3 separate regions of the Zea mays genome follow, and all the other regions are linked to region 1. A link is a contact called in public Hi-C data. All regions are on one chromosome and are shown on one strand. The core of a region is the stretch at or near the end of the contact, and the rest is flanking DNA. Distances in the headings are between cores, read along the strand shown.

The links. Hi-C and Micro-C count contacts between places; a contact is called where the count stands out from the background.
Region 2: a contact with region 1 is called in a Hi-C map of ear, with 1.8 times the contacts expected there. The contact joins two enhancer-like sites. A contact is called at or near these places in 2 of 25 Hi-C or Micro-C datasets (ear and tassel).
Region 3: a Hi-C map of tassel shows a contact between it and region 1, with 2.6 times the contacts expected there. The contact joins two enhancer-like sites. A contact is called at or near these places in 2 of 25 Hi-C or Micro-C datasets (ear and tassel).

What each region holds. Positions count from the first base shown.
Region 1 is chr10:94,286,109-94,290,305 of Zm-B73-REFERENCE-NAM-5.0, forward strand. No RefSeq gene overlaps it. Among protein-coding and RNA genes, the nearest start is that of LOC103641408, 64 kb to the left of the region's middle. Within about 2 kb of position 1,558, at least 14 of the 20 cell types and tissues checked have an H3K27ac peak or open chromatin away from gene starts, as enhancers often do. A contact at or near this core is called in ear and tassel, where this site is marked.
Region 2 is chr10:93,959,612-93,963,618 of Zm-B73-REFERENCE-NAM-5.0, forward strand. No RefSeq gene overlaps it. Among protein-coding and RNA genes, the nearest start is that of LOC103641406, 52 kb to the left of the region's middle. Within about 2 kb of position 1,605, at least 15 of the 20 cell types and tissues checked have an H3K27ac peak or open chromatin away from gene starts, as enhancers often do. A contact at or near this core is called in ear and tassel, where this site is marked.
Region 3 is chr10:94,633,318-94,637,485 of Zm-B73-REFERENCE-NAM-5.0, forward strand. No RefSeq gene overlaps it. Among protein-coding and RNA genes, the nearest start is that of LOC100285397, 120 kb to the right of the region's middle. Within about 2 kb of position 2,699, at least 7 of the 20 cell types and tissues checked have an H3K27ac peak or open chromatin away from gene starts, as enhancers often do. A contact at or near this core is called in ear and tassel, where this site is marked.

The DNA.
Region 1 (4,197 bases), core at 308-2,807:
CTTACACTTAGTAATTGCTAATAAAATTTTGACCAACTTATAAAAGCAATGCTCAGCTTTAACCATTCTCTTTGATAAGCCTTACACTTCATGAGCTCCCACCTTTGGTGAGTTCATGTCACATTATTCCCCACAACTTGTTGAGCGATGAACATGTGTGAGCTCACCCTTGCTGTCTCACACCCCCACAGGAGAAGAACAGGTGGTTCAGGAGGAGCCACAAAGTGAGGAGTTTGATCTGATCTAGGTGACGTTTCTCAGTTGACATTGGCGCCAACGACGATCCTTGGTTCGTTTTATATTTATATTTTATTTTGTAATAAGACTTCCGCTATGTAATAAATACTCTGATGTTTTATGACATTTATCTCTATACACTCTGTTATTATATATGTTGTCTTCTTGGCGCATGTATGAGATGCACCCGGCTTTGTCCCTTAAAGCCCGGGTGTGACAGGACCACGCATATTAGTTTCAATCCCTATGATCTCGTGCGTGAGTGGTATCCCTCTCAAGATACTGTTTTATTCTCTTTCCTCTTTACTCACATGCCACATCATCTTTCATTATACATGACATGTATTAAATGACTATCACTGTCCACTAGGAATAGCCTTTGGTTCAGTCGAATAGCCCCAGTACATAGGAGATTAATGCTTTTACCTGCCAAACACATGCACATGATGGTAAGTTGAACTACTAACGGTTACTCCCACCATCTTAATGCTATGTCCAACAGATCGTGCATATGGCCGTGCTAAGCACTGTTTTATACTGTAGTCTGTATTGTTTATAAAGTAGAGTTCATAATAAGAGATAGAGATGATGGTAAGCTACCCGAGATAGACTAACTAAATTAACTTACGACTCATTCCAACTTTCTTCAAGAATCGAAGAATCTTATGTTTAACTAAATTTTTATAATAAAATAATACTAATATTTATGATATTAAATAAACAAGGTGTGCTACATTATTCATGAATTATATGTCTCCAGTGTATCTAGTTGATGTCATGAATCTTTGTAATCTTCTCTATAATTTCGATCAAATTTATATAACATCTTGACTATTAAAAAAATAAAATTACTTACAATTTAAAATAGAAGATGGAGTAATTTGATGTATGCATTAGAATAAAATCTAGCTAGTAGCTTCTTGGATCTACTTTGAGTCTTGTCCTAGTCTAATTTATAAACTGCACAGTGTAAACCCTATAAACTCATTCTATGTTATCGTGAAGGTGCACATGCATGTGGGCCAGAAACTATGTACTCCCTCCGTTTCTTTTTATTTGTCGCTGGATAGTGTAAAAATTACACTATCCAGCGACTTACACTATCCAGCGACAAATAAAAAGAAACGGAGGGAGTACTTAGATAAGATCGCCGAGTGCAAATTGCGATCAAGTTCGCTGTATATATATACAGTACTGTGTATGGGACCAAATTTCCAAAAAAAAGGACACACATTTAGTTTTAGGGCAGATGTAGTACTACGTACTACTCTTTAAATGAATGCTTTCGTTACCTGCCAACCACGTGTACGTATGTCGGAAGGTTTGACATCACGTTCTCCAGCAATGCAGGCTCAACACGTATGGATGTGCTTCACGTGGCCAGGAGCCTGACGTGACCACTGTGTATGGAACCAAATTAAAGATATGTTTGGGACACCTTCGACTCTACAAATATGTGGAATGAAAGCTCTAAGATTTTAGAAGACATTTAGATAAGTCATTTTGTTTATTATTTATATTAAAAATATTTCTAAAACTATTTAAATTGATATTATAAACTACAACTCTACACAGGAGCTGGAACCTGAGCTATCTCCAAACACCCCCTAAATGTATAGACTAGAGATGGCAATGGGTACCCGCAACCCGATACTTGATGAGTATTTACTTTATTAGGGTATATATATGGCCCAAATATTGTTTGTACATCAACTAAAAGTTGGGGAATTCAATAGCTTCAAGCACTATTTACATTTTTTTTTTCTGGACGACAGAGATAGTACGTTGGATATTAATGTTGTTTTTACCTGCCCAATGTATTACGTGGCAAGTTAGACTCAAGTGAGTGCGTATAGTGATTATCATGTATGAACTGCAAAACTATTTGTGTATTTGATGACACAAAACCTATCGTTTCTCACTTGTTATGCCGAGGATTTTTGAAGGATTACATGATTTCGACAAAACATGAAGAGACTAGCTCTTCACCTTATACAATTGGAAACCCTAAGAACATCGATTTCCACTGAAAAGCCCTTTTCCACTAGCCAGCGATTGCTTTAAAAGAACCACGAGTGGAAATATATTTCCACTGACTGTTCTAAAATAATTTGCACTAGCCACAACGTAGGCTAGTGTTGTATTATGTACTCTCTCCGTCCCATAATATTAGTCGTTTTAGATCTTGGTTTTCATGTCTATATTCAAATAGATGATAATAAATCTTGACACATACAAAACACATACATCAATAATTCGTGTTGAGCTGCCCTGTAGCCGCAGCTACTGTAGCTATTCAGACTGCTGCATCTGCAATCTATAGAGACAAAATACTGTAGAAGCCACAACCAGATTAAAGCCACAATAAGCTTCGTTTTATCGTCATAACTGGATATGACAATATATATACACATATAAAAATTTGTAATTATAGGGTAGCGTGCAACATTAATTTCGTTAGGCCTACAGTAGATAAGGTCGATGGATTTGAACAACAGATTATACTGCTACAGAGAGCAGACGAGGGCTAAGCTAGAATTTTATTCAAGAATGTCACTATGCTATAATATTACATGTGCGTACGTACGGGTACGTGTTTCACGTGGTCAGGTCAGGTCAGGAGCGGGACGTACGTGTCCACTGTATGCATGGGGCGACACTGTAAATGGACGATATGCATCATCAGTTAACCTTTGTTTGTATGTTTTCTCCACGACGACATGGACAACGCCAGGTTGTCGATATGCATCGTGCAAGTATCACGCTGGATCGTCCAAGCAATCATTGGTCGTCGATCCATCATTTGAATAGCATATCTACACATGCATGGGCTGGCCAACCCTTATACTTTAATTCATTGGTGCGCTAGGTTACATTCGCCTTGTCAAATCTGTAGGATAATAATCTACTTGTGTGATATTGATATTGTATTGGTGTTGATACAAAAGTCATTAACACAATCCCTCGCTACAACTGTCAGTGATAGATTTGTCAATGAGATCAATGCTTATATTCTAGATTTGTCAATGAGATCGACGATCAAATAGGTAACCACTGTCAGAGACTGACATTGATACAAAGGTTTCCAATATACATCACCGCTGTACAGTAACCCGCCTCGCTGTCCATTCTTTATTTTGTTGTTGGTCGCGCTAATTTCCTGCTCCCGAAGCATTTCCCTCTCTAACTTTTGCCTCCTTGGTTGCGTTTGGTTACCGGATAGCTAGGACGGGGACGTTTCCTGGCGTTCTCTCTCGTCCCTCTAATTTTGAGGGATAACTAGGGCAACACTGGGATAGTCCTATCCCAACCTCTGACCCTGAACCAAACAATCTTATTTGAGGGATCGTCCCGTTCCATGACATCCTGTCATTGCAACCAAACGCACCTACGTGGTCGGAACAGAATGATAAATTTTCGTAAAAATCGGAACACGGGTTACTTTCATTTTACGTGTATTTTTAGATTCTCAAACTTGTTTTTTAGGTCATATAGGCCTTATATTTTGACATGATATTTATAGGTTCATAGCCCGCCGGGATTTGTCATATAGGCCTTATATTTTATATATTTTTAGGTTGTCTTCTATGGCATCACCTATTGTACCATCTATTAACTACACATTGTAAAATAATATTGTCTACAGTGTAAAATAGTGTTTTGTATAGTTATATACACACGATAGGGTAAAGATAGGGTCTAAATAGACCGGATCGATTTTGCAGCTTGACGAGAAGCCATAATCGTTAGATCCACACATAGTTGAGCAAGACAGGATGGACATGAATTTAACTAGCAAAATCAGTCACTCACCCTAGGAAGCACTAGCTTTGGCTTTCGATAGAGGAGGATGAGAATATAAAGAGAGGGAGAGCATCTAAATGGAGCGGTAGAGACCAACACAATGGCTGGTCGGAGCTTATTTAATCCTAGATGATACACTTTTTGAGAGCCTAAAAA
Region 2 (4,007 bases), core at 355-2,854, 330 kb before region 1:
GATTTGTGCTTGGAGTTTTGTCTGGTCTTGCATCATGACATGTACATCTTCAGGATGAGCTAGCAGCTGGTTCGCATGGCACCATGCCCCAACCAAACATTGTGCAATATGCAGGACCAGCTCTCTTTGTGTCTGAATACAATGCAGCCACGGAAAAAAGATTGAAAATGTGGCACAGGGACCAATCCCTTGGATGAGATCAGTCTGCTCATTGAATTTGGATTGATGTGTATACACCTACCTGATTGGTTCTGACATGCTTGCACTGCACGCACTGACTTGCTGCTGCATGCAAATGGCCATGGCCATGGCCATGCCACAGATCTGTGCTGTGCAATAACTAGTTGTCGAGGTGTGATGAAGCCCAGGTGCAGGCCATCCACATGTAAATGTGAGTAACTCTCTTCTCTGAAGAGGCATGGTTACCTGTAAATGTATCGTTTCTCATGGTCATGGACCACCACAACACAAGACCACAGATCCACCAGGCCAACTGCTCCATCATGGGCTCCAAAGCCCATCCATTTTTTTTTCTTGGAAAAAAGTTGCCATTTTTTGCAACAGCTGGCAAACTTACTGAAAGTGCAAGTTTATGCAACTCAACAACTCAAACGTAAGCATAATCACATGGTTTTGTTCAAAAGTGACTAGAACTGAACGAAGCAGTGACATCCCATCTCACAAAAAGAGAAGGGCAACCCAACAACAAAAAGGTCGTCCCCAGCAAGCTTCCAGTTTTGGCGGACAAAATGTGACTCAACACAGTAGCATCTAATACAAAGGCGTGTGTTACATTAAAAGCCAACAATGATAGTACAGACTACAAAGGTGTCTCCCAAATTGAAGGGCATTGTCTGCCTACAAGGACGATTGGTTATAAATAGCTTCCAAAATCCAGCAAGAACCATACAGATTTCCTTGTACAATGTACCCTCAAAAGTTCATACAATTGGCTGTGCTGTTTTCGAGTCTCAGTTTGTTCATATGAGGTTGTTGGATGATGCCAGGATCCGTAGAGGGGGGCCAAGCCCGTGGCACAACAGAAGGTGATACATGCTTGACACCTCATGTTTTCATTGGCCTTTGATGTTGTTTTCCTTGTTTAAGCACTACCACCTTTGGCTTCTTGCTGGCACTACCAACTATAACCTGTACATGCAATTAGGGTTGAGCATTCGGGTTATACGGTTTACTCTGTTCGGTCTCTTCGGATTAAAAAAAAAATCGGAAATTTACAGGAACCGAACCCTAATAGACCGAAAAAATTCGGTTCGGTATATTCGGTTGGTTCAGAACCCGAACAAGCAAATAAGTCCATCAATTAACAAATACAAAACTACACTCATGCCCAGATTCGCTTGGTACTCTTAATCTTACTTCCTCAGAAAGCGAGGATTATCGAAGCTGCTAGAGTGATGGACAAGCTAATAAATAAACTGTGCGGGAAGAAAATTTGAACTCGTACGTCGTACCGTCGCCATGCCCCCCCCCCCCACCCCCCCCCCCCCCCCCCCCCCCCCCCCCCCCTTCCAGGCTCCAGCTTCTCTGGCTGCTCGCGCTCGCCTTTCAGCTGTGCCGGTTGCCGCATTTGCCCTTTGCCCCCGTCCATGGATCCATCCGTCAGGCCGCGCACGGCCCACTCGCGGAGCTCGCCCAACGCATAGGCCTTGGGTTGGGCCGTGGCTCGATGGCTGACAGGCAGTTTGACTGAGGTGGAGATTGGGTTTCTTACTGTTGTTCGGTTATTTGGGTCTATTCGGGTTAGCCGCACTAAAACCCGATAACAGAATAGATACCATTTGTGCACCGAACCCGAAACCCAAAAACTGTAATCCGACCAATTCAGTCTATTCACGTTCGGGTAACGGGTTCAAAATACCCAGCCCCACATGCAATGAAAAGATGGTCAACTTAACTATTACAGGCATACGTATTGCTCTAAAAAATAAATGTTCAATAAATTCTGAAAATGACAAATTATTTTAGAGTTGTAATGCCACGACAGTGTTCTGAGTTTTAATCGAACAAAAAATCAAGACTGCAGAGGCATGTAATGTGTAGATGTATACTCCTGTTTTCTATATTTGGAACTGCAGTAACACTAAGCATTGGAGGTTCTAGAAAAGCAAAATCCAATTTTTATGTAGTCTAATTCAACTAGAACTAGCTGAGTGCCCGTGCGTTGCAACGGGAATATATAATACCGGTATACTACGATAACTTATATACAAAATATGTGTTATACTGTTACGAGAAAATGTTTTATAATCAATTTGTGATTCTGGCCATACATAAATTTTGTTATTTTAATCTATCTGTTTCACCACTACATTGCAACCATCAGTATCATGGAGACTTCGATATATGTCACGATTTGCATGGTCTCATCATTGTAGAGCACGTTCCACACATGCAGGAAGAAATTCTCCCGTACATCATTAGTCATCAGACACGTACCACTATACACTTTTGCTTAAACAAAAAGACAATTGTGTGTGTTTGCGAAGAAAATTAAAGGCAAGTCGGCACAAAAGCTACCACAACGGTGGCGAGGATGACGAACTGGTCATTGTTGTCGGCCCTCCTCTGCGTCACCTCCTGCGTCAAGAAGACGCCACGGTCCTCGATATAGTAGTCGTCGAACGCGCGCGACATACCGAGTACTGATGACTCTTGGTTGGGCTGTAAAACGAAGTGCACCCTGGGCTCATCAGTATGGTAGTACCCCTGGCCGTTGCACCACCAGATGCGCTACTCCTCTACATACATCATGTTCAACGACACTCACACAACGTCAACAACGGCCATCGTCCCAACGCACAAGAATTCATGGCCGGTCAGTAGCGACTTACGTGGCAGGTTGGGTTTTAGGTGGACGATGAGCTGGACGATGTGATGGCGTCGTCGTCGAAAGCGATGCCTAGAACAACCCGAGAGTCGCCGACGTTGGTGACGACCATGAGCCCCCCCTGCTTGACGATGGACAGCGCGGAGCAACCGCTCTGCACCGCGTCCAAGCGGTGGCTGCGCCGGAGCTTGTCGTACATAGCGGCACATGTAGCCACGTAAGACTGTTTCTAGAGGTCGAACTGACAGTCGCCAAGTTTCTTCTCGTCGTCGATGAGCGACCCCAACGCGAGTGCCTCCTGCTAATGGTGTTTGTTCGGGGTTTTCAAGTAAGAAACATGGATTAATATTTAGCGTTGGTTTATAAAAATGACTCACAAGTCAGATCCATGAAAAAAATATTACGAAAAAATAAATGTCACGCATGCAAAAAAGAAATTTAAGTTGAAAACATTATTCAAACAAAAGAAATTGCATGCAAGGCTTTTCTTTAAATACTACTCCCTCCATCCAAAAATATAATTCAAGAATTTCGGTGATACTTATCTACTACTACGCATTGTGCAAAGGTAGCAGGTGAGCTTGAGGAGAGATGTAGTAGATGTGTTTCATGTTATAAATGTAGACATAAACATGCATGTGGTGTAGCGGTAACTACTGCAAGCATTTGCTTGAGAAGTCGTGAGTTCGAATCCCCTTGGGGTCATGCGTATTTTTTTAATTTTAGCTAGACGTAGTACAGTGCGGGAAGGAGAGAATCGGAAAGGCAGAACAGGGAATGACAGACTACTATTACAACCTTAATAAGTAGTAGAGATTTGCAGCACAGACTACTATTACAACCTTAATAAGTAGTAGAGATTTGCAGCAGATTCAACAACAATGCAAGATTTGCCAATTGTCGTTTAACATCTCAACAATTTATTGTCATGTGACCATATATCTGGAGCAAAGTCCTGAATTGCAAACGAATTGAATGGTATCCTCAAGATATCCACCTTGGAAGGAGCCATTTTGGAGAAACCAAACTTCAAGGTTTGCCGCTGATCCTGCTTGCTATGGGCTGCCATGTTTTTGGGAGCAGCACCCTCTGTCTCTAACTTTTCTTGCTTCTCCATCTGCTGCTTCCTATGAGCATCCACACTAAAGCTTTATCGAAG
Region 3 (4,168 bases), core at 1,449-3,948, 350 kb after region 1:
AAAGTCCTGGAACTCTTGGAGGTCCACGTCATCGCCTTCTCCTTATTTACCTAAGCATAGGTTGCTACAAAGGCAACCTGGTGTTTTGTGAAAGCAAGAGTGAGTACATATCAACGTATTCAGCAAATGTCCCATTTGGCTGAGGTGGACTAGCTTTATGTGGGGTTAGGCTCAAAGCAGTTGCCATCAGGAAAAAGTTGTGGGAACGACGCCCGTACCTAAATCCCTGAGCGAGAATATAAGAGCATAACAGATCTTACGTCCCCAATGACCAAAACCAACACCAAATATAAGACTTCCCTAATTATTGGCCAAGGGCGTCCCATACCACCCTCATGGTTGCACTGATTTTCCGAGTGGTCATCCAATGAACAGGTCCTTATGGATAAATACTCGGGAAACAGCCCGAGGCTCCTTTAGTATCACAAGCTCATAATCATAATCAGAATGTAAAGCATCGTATCATAGTTGTATCTCATCATGTTCATTGATTAAAGTAGAGCGTTAGCTTAAAGCTAACTATAATAATCCAAAAGATAATCAAAGACAAGGTAAATAGAAAGCTAGTCAATCCTTAGGTTTCAATTATGTAATGCGGGGGAATGAATTATCACATGAATAGGACATAAATGAGTCAGATGACACTTGCCTTCACCAAACGAGTGATCAGGGTCTTCAACCTTGTAGATCTTGATCACTTGGCCGCCAAAGCTTGATCATTGATTCCTCGAAACTCGAGAACAAATCATGTTCTATCGCGACATGTAGCAAACACGAAAAGGCACACGCAAATAAACATTACACCATACAAGAAAAAACATTATAAAAAACAATACAAAATAGAGCTTGCTTCTACTGTCGCTTTAGAAAAAGAAATGCGGAAATCGGAGCTACGGTCAAGAAAGTATCGCACTTACGCTAAACCATTATTGGTTAGAACATTTAATTCGACATAATTATATTAATTTATAATTATCAAATATAAATTAACACTACTACATAGTTTTGACTAACTTACTATTATAATAATGGACGGTTAAACTAATAGTTAATTAACTGTCATGAGGAATTATAAGTGAACAATTTAATACCACATGCGAACGACGCGTGGCACACGCGAATGACATGTGCGATGCGCGACAATGCGCGAAACAGAGCGTGGATGACACGACGACACGAGAACCACTCAGTGGCGGAGGACAAAAAAAATTTTGGTATGGCTCTACACAACTGGACCGTATAATAATATTTAGCACACAACCAATCAACTTGTAGAACAACTCGCGATATATAAAGAAATAAAACATTATCTAAAATTAGAATAAATTGCTATAAAACATGTAACTGTCATACCTATGATTTTGCTTTGCTTACTGTTACAGCTCGGAAGGCACAGGCGCACAGCGGCGGACCGGCGGACCGTGGAAGTCACAGGCGTGGCGTGACCCGCGTGGGCACGTCAGCGCGTGGCCGGAAGGCTGAGCGCCTGGCCACCTGTGCACAGCAGCCGAGCAGCGGACGCTGGCTCGCCGGCTCGGCACAGAAGGCCGGAAGGTTGGGGCTGCTGGGCAGTGGGCATAGCGGCGGTCGGCGGCTCGGCGGCTCGACACAGCGGCGGACTGCGGACGGCGTCAGCGCGTGGCCAGAAGGCTGGGCACAGCGGGCAGCGGTGGAAGGCTCGGTCTCCCCTCGGCGGCTCGGCGGACGGCGGAAGGCTGGGCACAGCGACGGGCGGCGGCTGTGTTCGTGAGCGGCGGGCGGTGAGGGTTAGCGCCAGGGTGCCAGCGCGAATGCGCGATATGGAAGCTGGGCCTTTTTTTTGGTATGGCTTAGGCCATAATAGGCCATAATGTGTCCTTCGCCCCTGGAACCACTAACAGATAACATGTTTATACTAAACAAGTTAACATTTACTTATAAAGCACAATTGATAAACTATAAATTAGTTTCAATTGTAAAACTAATTTAAAGACATTAGTGAAACAAATATTTAATAAATTATTTAAAAAATGTGAAATGATGAACTAATAATTTTAACACATAGGCAGCAATAATATGAACCTAACACAACTTGAGCGTAGTGAATCGGGTTTATAACGCAAAAATTATCACATATTTAATAGATCACTGACTTAAGATGACGTGGCACAATTCTATTAGCCATAAATATGCCACGCGTAGGGCCACATGAGTCACGTATGCAGAAAAATCATAACTAGTGGGATTAAAAGTGGCCAGCTTCTTCCTTCTCTCTCCAATTTGCAACCGCACAGAAAAAAATCATAAAGCACAGGGGGCTTGGCCGAACAAAGCAGGCAAGCGCACACCGCATGGGGTCGTGGGGCCACGCCGCCCAATGCACCCGTCGACCACCATTGCCTGGGAACCGGGAGCCGACCGTGGGCGTCGCGACTCGCGAGTGCTGGGGGCGCCATGCCCTGGTCTGCAGGGAGACACATCAGAGATCGTGCGAGGGCTTCGTCGAGCAGACCGAGAGGAGCGGAGGGCGCGTGGAGAGAGGAAGAAGAAGATGGACTTCTCGCCTGCGTAAGATCGTGTGAAGGATCACCTCCTCGCCTGGGAAGCTATGCGTGGAGGTAGAGCGATGTCAAAACTGGTGTAGGGTAGACATGTCCAAATGGGCCGGCCCGGCAGTAGGCTCGTGACCCGGCACGAGCACGGCCAGGCCCGATTAGAACCGTGCCCGGACCGGCCCGGTCCGATAGCCGTGCCGGGCTTGGGCTGGCCGTCTCGCCCGCGGTGCAGGCACGGCCCCGACACAGTTAATTGGTAGGCACGATAACGGCCCGTTTTAGGAATATATTTTGTAACTGTCAATCTGTTTTTAGTTATAATACTGATAATATATTATTATATAAGAGTATTCTGAATTATTATATGTGTTTCTATGTGTATCTAAAATTCTTTATCTAAGTATGTATCTAAAATTATAAATATAATTAATTGAATCTAAACTAAATTTGAATATTATCCTTAAATTCTGAATTTTAGAGTGTTTTTTGTGTTTACGGGTCCGGACCCTGACCAGGCACGACAGACCCGTCGTGCCCTCGGCCTGGCACGTCCCGTATAAGAATAACTGTGCCGGGCCTGGACTGCGTTAGCCAGCCCGCGGGCCGGGCCGGCACGACACTGAACCGTGCCGGGCTTTGACTGGCGCCCCTCATGCCGGACCCAGCCGTGCCCATGCCGGGCCGGCCCGGCCCGGCACGACCTGTTGGACATGTATAGTGTAGGGGGGAGGAAGTGGGCGCTGCCCGCTGAGGCGGTTTTGCGTAGAAGCATAGGAAGCCATTCCTATCCGGATGATAGGAGGGCCCGGTGGCGCTGGGCGAGCGCGTAGGACGGCGCTGGGCGAGCGCGTGTGAAAGCGCGTTGCTTGGGCGCGGGCGGGGCGGGGCGGCTGGGCCATAACATGTGTGGGCTGCGCGCAGGGTGTGGGTCACACAGAATAGGCTGGCTAGGGAGGTGGCAGGGCTAGGGGTGATGCAGGCCAGCGCATGCGGGAAGCGTAGCGGGCCACGCGAGCTAGGCTATGGCAGGCCACGGGTTGGGGAGGGGGAGGGGGTGTGCGGGCTATAGGTGTACATACGGGCCGCCCGACCCGGCCTGGCCCAAGCCCGAAAAGGCCTGTATTGTTTGAATTTCGGGCCGGCCCGGCCCGTTTGAATTTCGAGCCGTGCCGGGCCGGCCCATGGGCCTAGCCCTCGGCCCACGGCCCGGCCCGTAATTGCTTAAACGTGCCGGGCTCATTTCGGGCGGCCCGAAATTATAAAAGCCCGAAATTCACATTACGGCCCGAAATTCAATTTTTGGCCCGAAATTCAGTTTTCGGCCCAAAATTCACATTAGAGCCCTGAATTTAAAAAAATAATAAAACAAATAAAAGATAAGACAAATAAATTTGAACAAAATCAAACTTAATATTTGTATTAAAGTTACCACAGCTATGCAAAGACTACCTCGTTTATAAATCATTTTGTTAGAAGGAAAAAGAGTATAATCAGCTCTATACAAAGTTCGTAAGTTCAGTTTATTGTCTAATGTTCATAACAAAAGCAAAATTACATCACACACTCTAATTCAAAGCTACAAAAAACATCTAACTAGCATTATCTCTAGTTTTGTGTTTTTTATCAAGTATATG